3 separate regions of the Mus musculus genome follow, and all the other regions are linked to region 2. The links are chromatin contacts, called in public HiChIP or PLAC-seq and promoter capture Hi-C maps. All regions are on one chromosome and are shown on one strand. The core of a region is the stretch at or near the end of the contact, and the rest is flanking DNA. Distances in the headings are between cores, read along the strand shown.

Evidence for each region. HiChIP or PLAC-seq counts read pairs in DNA pulled down with a chosen protein or histone mark. Capture Hi-C pulls out chosen DNA fragments and counts their contacts.
Region 1: a contact with region 2 is called in a promoter capture Hi-C map of pancreatic islet. The contact joins the promoter of Frs3os here to the promoter of Taf8 in region 2. A contact is called at or near these places in 25 of 39 promoter capture datasets (the 3T3-L1 cell line, 3T3-L1-derived adipocytes, the C10 cell line and 16 more), 3 of 15 datasets of contacts at CTCF or cohesin (the NIH/3T3 cell line, embryonic stem cells and large pre-B cells), 59 of 484 Hi-C or Micro-C datasets (the 3T3-L1 cell line, the 63-12 cell line, B cells and 38 more), 26 of 115 datasets of contacts at active chromatin or transcription factors (the HPC-7 cell line, the NIH/3T3 cell line, the SCID.adh cell line and 16 more) and 4 of 9 other capture datasets (adipose tissue, embryonic stem cells, liver and 1 more).
Region 3: a contact with region 2 is called in an H3K27ac HiChIP or PLAC-seq map of embryonic stem cells, with 7 read pairs. The contact joins the enhancer-like site here to the promoter of Taf8 in region 2. A contact is called at or near these places in 4 of 39 promoter capture datasets (the C10 cell line, cranial neural crest, hematopoietic stem and progenitor cells and 1 more), 2 of 15 datasets of contacts at CTCF or cohesin (both in embryonic stem cells), 1 of 484 Hi-C or Micro-C datasets (embryonic stem cells), 10 of 115 datasets of contacts at active chromatin or transcription factors (the HPC-7 cell line, acute myeloid leukemia, embryonic limb bud and 6 more) and 4 of 9 other capture datasets (adipose tissue, embryonic stem cells, liver and 1 more).

The regions. Positions count from the first base shown.
Region 1 is chr17:47,700,651-47,704,276 of GRCm38.p6, forward strand. Frs3os (fibroblast growth factor receptor substrate 3, opposite strand) reads right to left here and starts at 1,346. Exons shown (of 3, transcript NR_045913.1): 1 at 964-1,346; 2 at 95-182. Frs3 (fibroblast growth factor receptor substrate 3) reads left to right here. Exons shown (of 7, transcript NM_144939.2): 5 at 973-1,134; 6 at 1,920-2,074; 7 at 2,304-3,626. The coding sequence ends at 3,212.
Region 2 is chr17:47,501,029-47,504,597 of GRCm38.p6, forward strand. Taf8 (TATA-box binding protein associated factor 8) reads right to left here and starts at 1,263. Exons shown (of 9, transcript NM_022015.4): 1 at 1,203-1,263; 2 at 256-412. The coding sequence starts at 1,241.
Region 3 is chr17:47,647,176-47,650,504 of GRCm38.p6, forward strand. The region is part of intron 3 of Gm20517 (predicted gene 20517); the gene reads left to right. It overlaps Usp49 (ubiquitin specific peptidase 49), which reads left to right. Exons shown (of 7, transcript NM_198421.2): 2 at 2,775-2,848. Among named protein-coding and RNA genes, the nearest start is that of Usp49, 18 kb to the left of the region's middle. Within about 2 kb of position 1,901, at least 13 of the 459 cell types and tissues checked have an H3K27ac peak or open chromatin away from gene starts, as enhancers often do. A contact at or near this core is called in embryonic stem cells and pancreatic cancer cells, where this site is marked.

The DNA of each region.
Region 1 (3,626 bases), core at 96-2,595, 200 kb after region 2:
TCCTCCTCTTCCTCTTCCCTCCCCACCCCTGTGAGATGGTCTTGTTATATGTGTTCCTGACTGGTCTCCAAACTCACGGGGATTCTCGTCTCACCTCCCAAGTGTGGGATTACAGCCACGTATCACCACTTCTGTCCTTCTGGTCTTGTCCAGCTTTCACATATCGTGCCGTCTTTCTCGTCCTGTTTATACAAACTTCAGTTACCCTGTACTGGAGCTAATGGGTAGCAGTATATAAGAGTAATATAATGTTCATTGTCCATATCCCAGTTTAATTGTATCTATCATCCTGTGGGTGTGGTGCTGGGGACTAAACTCAGGACTGTGTACATGCTAGGAACCCACATACATGCATGCATGCATGCATGCATACATACATATATACATACCCTGGCTTTTTGAGACAGGGATTTCATGGGTAGCTCAGGCCAGCCTTGAACTTAATGATTAACTGTGGGTATGTGGTACCGTACCTGGTAACATCTATCTTTGCTGTGGATGTGTGCATGACCTCACACATCCCCCTCAGCTGCCCCCGAGTCCCATAGGCCTGTGTTACAGATCCCCAGGCTGGCATCTTCAGAGCCATTGAGTTGCAGGTGCTCAGTCAAGTGTTGCCACTTTGTGGACAGACACTTGGAAGTGCTTAGAGACCTGCTGCAGGAAGGAGTACTGGACTGCCTTGCTCTGCCTCTCCCAAGCTGAGAGGAACCTGTGTGGAAACAGTGGGCCTTTGCCTCTGGTCTGAATAGTCTGTGAATGAGCTGGAAGTAGGTCAGACCCAATTGTCTTCAGAGATAGTAGAGATGGCTATACCTGGATGAAGGGTTGGGGGTGGGGGCAGCTGGGAGGCAGAGTGATGGGTACAGGAAGATGGGGCACCTACCCATGGTTTTCTCCCCACCCCAGAAGGCACCTATCCTTAGGAAAACCGGGTCTTGGAGGCCCTCACTGCTTCCTCACCTTCCCCAGGCATCTTTGCATTCAAGTGTTCGAGGGCAGAGGACATCTTCAACCTGCTGCAGGACCTCATGCAGTGTAACAGCATCAACGTGACGGAGGAGCCGGTCATCATCACGCGGAGCAGCCACCCACCAGAGCTGGACCTGCCTCGAGGGCCCCCACAGCCCGCTGGTGAGAGACCCCACCCCAGTCACCCTGTCATATACACACACGAGCTAAGGAGCAGGTACGGGAGAGCTGGGGTGAGCCAGCCTTCCTGGACAGTCTTCTGTCGTCAGAACCATTCCTGAGGATGGATCAGTCCTGGGCAGGGCCAGTTGGGTGACTCAAGCTGGAGCTGCAGAGGCCTGCGCCTTGGGTCAACTGATGGTTGGGAAGCAGACAGGAAGACGTTGGGTTGCCATAGAAACAGCAGTCTGGAGCTTTTTGCTTCCTTCCGTGTACTGGCCTGGATCACATACAAAATACACTTCTCCTGGCTGGCTGGCGCGCCATCGCTGCTCACATTGGTGTGGAGGTTCCCATGATCTGTTCTTGATGGCTGCTAAGTCAGACCACACAGCCCTGCTCATTGTATTCCCTGTGAGAGACAGAAAGGCTAAAATGGCCCCTGTGTCGGTGAGGTTTCCTGGTGCTCCCTGGCAAAGCCTGCCTGGTCATAGGACAGTTCAGGGGTGACAGGTGTGCCATCAGTGTTTAATAAGGTCTATGAGAAAGTAGGAGGTTGAGCCAGCCTCAGGGTGGCTTCAGAGGGCAGGGCAGGATTTGATTGCAGAGGTGTAGGGGGGTGGGGGGCTGCCCAGTCAGTGCAGTGAGTGATAATAGGGCCGTGAGAGCCTCTTGCTTGCCTTTGGAAGGATTGCAGGGCACCTCAAATATGTGTGCACGTGACTGCAAATGACTGTCAGCTCTCCCATACCCCTCTCCTTGACTGCTTTCCCTGAACCCACCTCCAGGCTACACGGTCTCTGGCTTCTCCAATGGCTTCCCTGGCTGCCCTGGAGAGGGCCCACGGTTCTCCTCCGCACCTCGCCGACCCTCCACAAGCAGTCTGCGACACCCCTCGCCTGGGGAAGAGTCTACCCACACCCTCATTGCCTCCGAGGAGCAGGTGTGCAGGTGGTGGGCGGCACTCTAGGTGGGCGGGACCTAGGGAAGGTTGGGAGAACAGAAGAGACTTGATAGGGCCCCCCTCTACCGGAGCAGGAGGGGCCGCTTATGGGGGGGGGTTGGAGGCGGCAGGAGAAACTCTGGCTCTTTTCCTGTCTTCTCTGGCCCTGTCCCTCCTCCCAGTCCTTGAAACCACTTGATTCACTTAACATCTCTCTCCCTGCCTGCAGTCTCACACCTATGTCAACACACCAACTGGGGATGAGGATGGCAGAAGTCGCCACTGCCTGCAGCCACTGCCTGAGGGCAGGGTACCCCTCCCAGCACAGACACAGGGTTCCGACCAGCGAGACCCACAGGTGTTGCTCCAGCCAGGGCAGGTCAAGTTCGTGCTGGGCCCCACCCCTGCTCGGCGGCAGGTGATGAAGTGCCAGAGCCTCTGCCCGGGCATGCAGGACCCTCCCCATCACAACAACAACGAGGGCCCTTCTGAGTGCCCAGCCCAGCCCAAATGCACCTACGAGAACGTCAGCGGGGGCCTGCAGCAAGGGGCTGGCTGGAGACTGAGCCCTGAGGAGCGAGGGTGGAGTGGCCTGGCCCACCGTCGGGCGGCCCTGCTGCACTATGAGAACCTGCCCCCACTTCCCCCAGTGTGGGAGAGCCAAGGTCAACAGCCGGGAGGGGAGGCTGGGGATGATGGGGACTCCAGGGACGGGCTTACCCCGTCCTCAAATGGCTTCCCTGATGGCGAGGAGGATGAAACCCCGCTACAGAAACCCACCAGCACGCGGGCCTCCGCCCGTAGCCACAGCGGCTTCCCTGTCCCACTGACCCGCCGACGAGGCTCCCCGCGGGTCTTCAACTTTGATTTCCGCCGGCAGGGCCCTGAGCCCCCAAGGCAGCTCAACTACATCCAGGTGGAGCTCAAGGGCTGGGGTACAGCCCGTCCCAAGGGGCCCCAGAACCCCTCAGTGTCTGGAGCTCCTGGGCCCACCCCACACCCTGTTCGCAGCTCAGACTCGTATGCCGTGATTGACCTCAAGAAAACGGCGGCCATGTCCGACCTGCAGAGGGCTCTGCCCCGAGATGATGGCGCGGTCAGGAAGACTCGGCACAACAGCACCGACCTGCCTCTGTAGACCTGGGCCTCCGCCTGCCTCTGCCTACAGCAGGGGACTCCACCTCACCCACCAGCCCAGGACTCTCAGCTGCTCTGCAGAAGACACTTCCCTGCATCGCCGGAGTCCCCAAAGATGTCAGCCACTGAGTGTCCAGTTCCCCAAGCTGGGGAGAGGAGAGGGGGAGCCGGAGAGGAGGGAACCATGGTGGAAACTGTGAAGGGTTCTCAAGGTTGCATTTCGCACCCTTCCCTAATGTCCGTTTGTCTGTCTGTCTGCTGTCCATGTGTTTGTGCTTTCAGGTTTTTTTTCCTTTCCCTTTTTTTGTTGGAGTTTTGAGACATTTTTGTACCTGTTGATTTTATTTATCAGTTTATTTTTCTATTTATTGTTTTAAATGTAACTTAACATATTTATTATTAATATAATTATTTT
Region 2 (3,569 bases), core at 13-2,512:
AGAGTTGTGTAACACTTAATGCCACTTAATGCCGCTGCAGACGACTGAAATGACAAGGTTGCTATTTGTGTCTCTCCCACATGTATAAGCATCGAAACAGTCTCATTCTACAATGGACATGTGTGTTTCTTCTGCCTGAAGCTGAGTCTCTAACAGTCTTCCAAGAGAAGGGGAGAGAGAATCTGGGATGGAGTTCACGGAGCTGGGGGGGGGTCTGTAAAGGAAACAGCGGGCCTAGTGTTTCTTGGTACTCACAGCTCTGCAGCATCTCTGTCAGTGTCTCCACAGACGCTTTCTCGGCACTCTCAAATCCCGCCTCTGTCAGCAAGGAGCTCACAACCACTTGCAGGGTCCTCCTCCGGGCCAGATGGTAGTTATCAGCAGGGTTAGTGGATTGCTTACTTCCCGGTCTCTGGAAATCAGAAGCCCAGAGTGAGACTTTGAACCACTAGATGTGTGTGTTTTGCGCGCGTGTGTGTGTTCCTGCGAGTGCAGGTGCCGCGCTGGCCCGGATTCCGTGAAGCAGGAGTTACAGGTGATTGTGAGCCACTCCACCAAACTCAGGTCCTCTGAAAGACCAGCAAGTCCGTCTTAACCACTAAACCATCTCTCCAGCCCCATTCACTTCTTTCTGGAGCAAAGTTACAGGAGCGGGTCTGTGGTGGGCACGCCTTTATTCCCAGCACCCGGGAGGCAGAGGCAGGCGCGAGAGGAGGCAGGAAGAGAGAGGGAAAAGCAAAGGAAGAATATATACACGAATGATGGTACTGAGCGAATAAATCTACTATCTTCTTGTCCCATCACACCATTTCAGTAACCAGGAAAATTAAACCAGCTACCACCACAGGATGCAGAGGAGAGCTAGGCATCACCGCAGAGAAAGGCAGAGCAAGTAAATATTTTACGAAGTTCCAACTTCGGCCGGCCAGTAAGAGGATAAAAACAGCCTCTTCAGACCAATCAGAAGGAGTTCCGGGTTCCCACCTCAACAAGGAACAAGCCAATCAAGTCTCAGATGCAGCAATTCAGGAGGCCGCTGCCAAAAGCCAAGCAGCGGGGACCGCCTACGGCCAGAGATACTCTCCAGCCCCGGGTCTCAGAGCGGGCCTGGGCTTCTCGGTTCGAGACCGTGGCCCAAACCGTGGGAGAGATCCAGAAGACCCAAACTCTTTCGGCTTCACGCCGCGCCTCTCCACCCTTACCGTTCCGGAGCCACCAGGCCCGGCCGCCGTGTCAGCCATCTTGCTCTTGCGTAGTGTGCGTGAGCGCGGGGCACGATGGGACTTGTAGTTGCGGGGTGGGAGGTGGAGAAGGGCGGGGCCGCGGGTGCCCCGCCTTATAGAAAAGCTCTACGAACACGTGTGAGTCTGGGGTGGGGGTGGAGGGAGCTCGGGATAGCCCAAGCTCACGTGGCGTTGTGTGACCCAAGCTTTCTTGGACACTTAAGTCAGTAGCTGTAGCAATTGATCTGGAAGACGCACTGTGAGATGCACTGAGTTAAAAGAAACATATTTTGTCCAGGAGCCTGCCGTCTGTAATCCTAGCACTTTGGAGCTGAGACCAGAGGATCTAGAGTTCCAGGCTAGCGTGGGCTATGCAATGAATTAAAGGCCAGTTTAGGACTACATAAGGAGACCCTTTCCCTGAAAAGAAAAGAATAAAAATAAAAACAAAAACAAAGCCATTTGTATGAAGTAAGTTCTCAGAAATACACTAAGAATACAATTTGGGTCTGGAGAGATGGCTCAGCGGTTAAGAGCACTGATTGCTCTTCCAGAGGTCTTTAGTTCAATTCCCAGCAACCACGTGATGGCTCACAACCATCTACAATGAGAACTGGCGCCTTCGCAGGGCCTTGGTGGTGCACGACTTTAATCCCAGCACTTGGGAGGCAGAGGCAGGTGGAGTTCTGAGTTCGAGGCCAGCCTGGTCTACAGAGTGAGTTCCAGGACAGCCAGGGCTACAAAGAGAAAACCCTGTAAAAAAAAAAAAAAAGAAAAAGAAAAAGAAAAAGAAAAAGAGGGGCTGGTGAGATGGCTCAGCGGTTAGGAGCGCCGACTGCTCTTCCAAAGGTCCTGAGTTCAAATCCCAGCAACCACATGGTGGCTCACAACCATCCGTAATGAGATCTGATGCCCTCTTCTGGTGTGTCTGAAGACAGCTACAGTGTATATAATAAATAAATAAATATTTTAAAAAAAGAAAAAGAAATCTGGCGCCCTCTTCTGGTGTGTCTGAAGACAAGACCAATATACCCACATGTATGCAATAAATAAATATTTAAAAACAAAAAAACACTTTGGTTCTGCTTGCTCTTCCAGAGGTTCTGAGTTCTATTCCCAGCAGCCACATGGTGGCTTACAATTATCGGTAATGGGATCCAATGCCCTCTTCTGGTGTGTCTAAAGACAGCTACAGTGTGTGTATTCATATAATTGAAACAAATAAATCTCTTTTAAAAATACACTTTGGGGCAGAGAGGTGGCTCAGTAGTTAAGAACACATACTGGGCTGGAGAGATGGCTCAGTGGTCAATCAGAGCACTGACTCTTCTTCCTGGGGTCCTGAGGTCCTGAGTTCAATTCCCAGCAACCACATGGTGGCTCACAACCATCTGCAATGAGTTTGGATGCCCTCTTCTAGTGTGTCTAAAAGACAGCTACAGTGTACTCATATACATAAAATAAATAAAATCTTAAAAAAAAAAAAAAGAACAAACACATACTGCTCTTGGAGATGACCCAAATTTGAGCACTCATATTGAGTGTCACAACTGCCAGGTAGATGATGGGAACTGAATCTCTGGAAGAGAAGAGTACTCTTAACTGGAGCAACTTTGCCCCTTGAATGTCATGGTGGTTTGAATAAGAATGGACCCCCTAGGCTCAAATATTTGAATGCTAAGTCACCAGAGTTGGGCAATTTGTTAGAGGAGAGGTGTCACTGGAGGTGGGCTTAGAGGTTTCAAAAGCTTACACCTGGCCCAGTGTCTGTCTGTCTGTCTGTCTCTCTCTCAATCCCTGCCTCTCTGTCTCTGAGTGTGAGCCTCTGTCAGCCTGCACACCAGGATATAGCATAGGGTCCTCAGCTATTGTCCCAGCGCCATTTACACAGCCATGCTCCCCACCATGACTGATAAACCTCTAAAACTGCAAGCAGACCCAATTAAATGCTTCTTTTTACAAGAGTTGCCTTGGTCGTGAGTGGTGTCTTCAGGCAACAGACCAATAACAAAGACAAACACCCTACCCTGATTATCCTACCCATTCCTTCTCCAGAGATCCGGGGCTACAATAATTCACCGTCTTACTCAATGTAAGTAGTGCTAGGGGAACCCGGGGTTTTCTTGCAAGTTAGGCAACAGCCTATACCTGGGTGCTGGCTTTTGTCTTACCACCAAGCTCCTTGGGTGATTCTCCTGCACTGTTGCCTCTAGTGTTTACTTAGTGAGCGTAGAAGCCTGTCTCTCTCACCCCCAGAACTGTGTGCCCATGTTACCCATCAGCCTCTACGGTCTGGAAATTCTTCAAGAGAGACTGCCTCTCCTTATCCATCCTAATCTAGGGGAC
Region 3 (3,329 bases), core at 651-3,150, 150 kb after region 2:
AATCCGCCTGCCTCTGCCTCCCGAGTGCTGGGATTAAAGGCGTGCGCCACCACGCCCGGCTTCTTTAAACTTTTAAAAATTACTTACTTTTTTTTTTTATTTATGGGGGGAGGGTAGTACCCTTGGAAACCAGGAGCTGAACTTACAGGTAGTTGTGAGCCTCCTGACATAGATACGCAGGTCCTTTGGAAGAGCCTGTGTGCTCTTAACTGTTGAGCCATTTTCCATCCCATTTTCTAGTATTTCTAAGGAGTCCTTGCTGACAGAATTACTGTTTGAATTTACTGTGTGACTGTATGTTAGAAGGTTAGACTCTTCCAGTTAATAGCATGTATTATATGTAGAAGCATAAAAGGTAGGCTGAGAATTCCAAAGTGATGAAATGGGAGCTCTGGTGCATGGTAGGTCATGGCCGTGCCTGCCTCTGCTGCTGTTGCTGCTCAGTGTAGGTGGGCTTTGGGATTGCTTTGAGAACAGGAGGATCACACTAAGCCAGTATGCTTAGCTTATTTTATTTTATTTTATTTTATTTTATTTTTTAGGAATTCTCAGTCTAGAATTCTCATCTAATTATATCCTTTAGTCCCTACGAAGCTTGGTGGTTAAAACTAGGAATTATTTAAGTAAAATAAAGAACCAAATGCCAAACATATTTCAGAATTCTTTGAATTCTGCCTGGATGACATGGTTCTCTGATCCCAGCTTGCTCAGAGCTCCTGGAATGTTTAAATACCAGAGTCTCCTCTCACCAGAATGATATCTCCCATGTACTTATTTGTAATGTATGCACACACATTTTCTTATTGATTTGGGCAGCATCTTTGGTACAGCTGATGTTATAGGGGAGGAAGTTTAGGGGTCTCAAGTCAGAGGTGAGTTGTCCAGGGTCTCCCAGCTCATACGTGGATAACCTGGGCCATACACCCAAGCTCCCTGGTTCTAAATCTAAGGTTTTTCCACTTCCATGATCTGTGCCAACCCTTATAAATGAGCAGATCTTTCTAGTGTCTTGTTGGATATAATGGAATACAGGGTCACATCTCATTTGAGATTTGTGGTACTGGGATTTGAACTGAGGGCCTTGAGCTAGGCAAGCACTTTATCCCTGAGCTGCAATCTCAGTTTCTCTGGTGAAAAGTTAAGGTTGTGGGCTGGGGATACAATGTTATTGGTAGAGTGCTTGCCTGATGGGGGAAGCCCTGCATTTGATTCTATACGAAGCACCACAGAGCAGGCTGGCCTCCAACTCAGCCTCTAAAACACTGGGATCAGAAGCCTCCACACCCAGCATGGTCTTCTGACTAAGAGCAAATACAGTATGGTAAACATAAATTCCACATGCTTACATATCTTACAGTTATTGAGTGTAGAGGTGATTTATGTAGTTAGCTGGGGAGAGGGGACATCTAAAATTAAATTAAAATTACTTGGTTTTAACTGTAGCTTTAAGGGATTTTACTTTTACTTTGGAAGTAAAAGTGTTTGGGTGAGAGAGAGAGATACTGTTTGAATTTGAGGCTCCATCCATACAGTGTCAATGTAGTGTGTCTCAGACCTGCAGCCTATAATATATAGTGAATTAAGCTCTTCCTATAAAGCTTTTGTGAGTGTCTCAGTCCTGCAACTCTTCTGCCTTGTGGGCCCAGACTTTTCTTGCCCTCTAGTACTGATTTGCGCCAAGTGCACTCAGATGTGAACCTTGGTGTGTCTGATTTTTAGAAAGGCTCTATTCACACACGGCATTGTGGATTTGTATACCTACCTAAAGAAAGGGAGCAAAATAGAGGTGGAAAGAGCCTAGCTTTGCATTAATGCAGACAACTTTCGGCTGCCCTTGGCCTGAGCACTTCATCCCCACCCAATCCCAGCTCTGCCCTATTGTAGGGCTCTTCTTTTCTTCTCTGTCCTCTCAACATTCTTCTCCCAGTCCCTTTTAGCAGTAAAACAACAACTTCTTCCCCCTGTAGAATGCAGAGCAATTTCCCTTTCCCGACAACCATTCTGAGATCTTGACAGCCATTCTTCAAGGAACGCCCACTCCAAGGAGACTAGACCTTAGAGGTGGGGCCCCATATCAAGGGTGCATACTATCAAAAGGAAAGTTTCCCTCAAGAGGAATTCTTGTATTCACCAGGAGGCTGATAAAACAGAGAATTTGCCATCCTGTTACGTAGGACCTAACACACCAATCAAATTTTATTAAATCCCAAATATTAAAGTGTCAGAAATCTAAAAACTGATTATATGTGTAATCTATTAAACTATAAATTCTATCTTTGCTTAATATAATACCTTTGTGTATCAAATATGTTACTTTTAAAGATACTTGCTGCTTCGATATAGGTAAAAAAAAAACTAAACCCAGTTAATACAAAGGAGCCATCTCTCACCCTCTCCAAACCATCACATGCTTGTGCATAACTAAGTTTAGCTTTTGCTACTAGAGTGATTTGTTAGCATGGTTTTTCAGTTCTGACTGTTTCACATTATATACAAAGACAGTGTGTGATCTTAATAGAAATGCTTTTTTTTCCCAGAAGAAAACCTTTAATGCTTGCATTTATGGCCCATTTTCCTGGTAAATGACTGAATCCTTGGCTGCTCTTAGCTGAAAAATGGGTCATATTGTTTCCCATGTTTTGAAAGTTGAAAAGTTGTAGGAGTTTCACTGTTGTTGTAATATACTAATACTTTTCTGATTCTATACATTTTATAAAAATTGCTTTTTTCTTGCTGTGTATCAGCCCTTGCTCACAGATTGTTTCCCCTTGTAGGTAACAGAGAAGAGGAAACCCAGCCAGTGATAATGTGAGAATATGGAAGGCGATGGGAGCAGCTTGTTTAATGGGTAAAGAAGAACCTTACTGTGGGAAACCTTATTAATCCTGTCAGGGGAGGGAGTAGCCATGACCAGTGTCTCAGTGATGTTCTGAACTTTCGGTAAAGTCTTGGGTAGCTTGAAGTTTATTGATGGAGAGACTGTGCTTGCCATCGCCTGTCAAGAATGATTAGCCACCCCCTATTCTCTGAACACTGCCAGCTGCTGTGATAAAGGCTCACCATGGAGGTCTTGTTCACTTTAGCACTGTGGTATTCAAATAAAATTTCAAAAGTCCATAAATGTTTATTGTCCAGAACTCAAATATTGTAGCTAGCCCAAACTCTTCATGAGTTCTAGGTCCCTGTCAGGGTTTAGACGTTTATGTGGCATTTATGTGGGCAGCCTTCTTTGTCAAGGGCAGTGGTTCTCAACCTTCCTAATCCTCATGGTGTGGTGATCCCCAACAACAACATTATTTTCATTGCTACTTCATAACTGTGATTTTGCT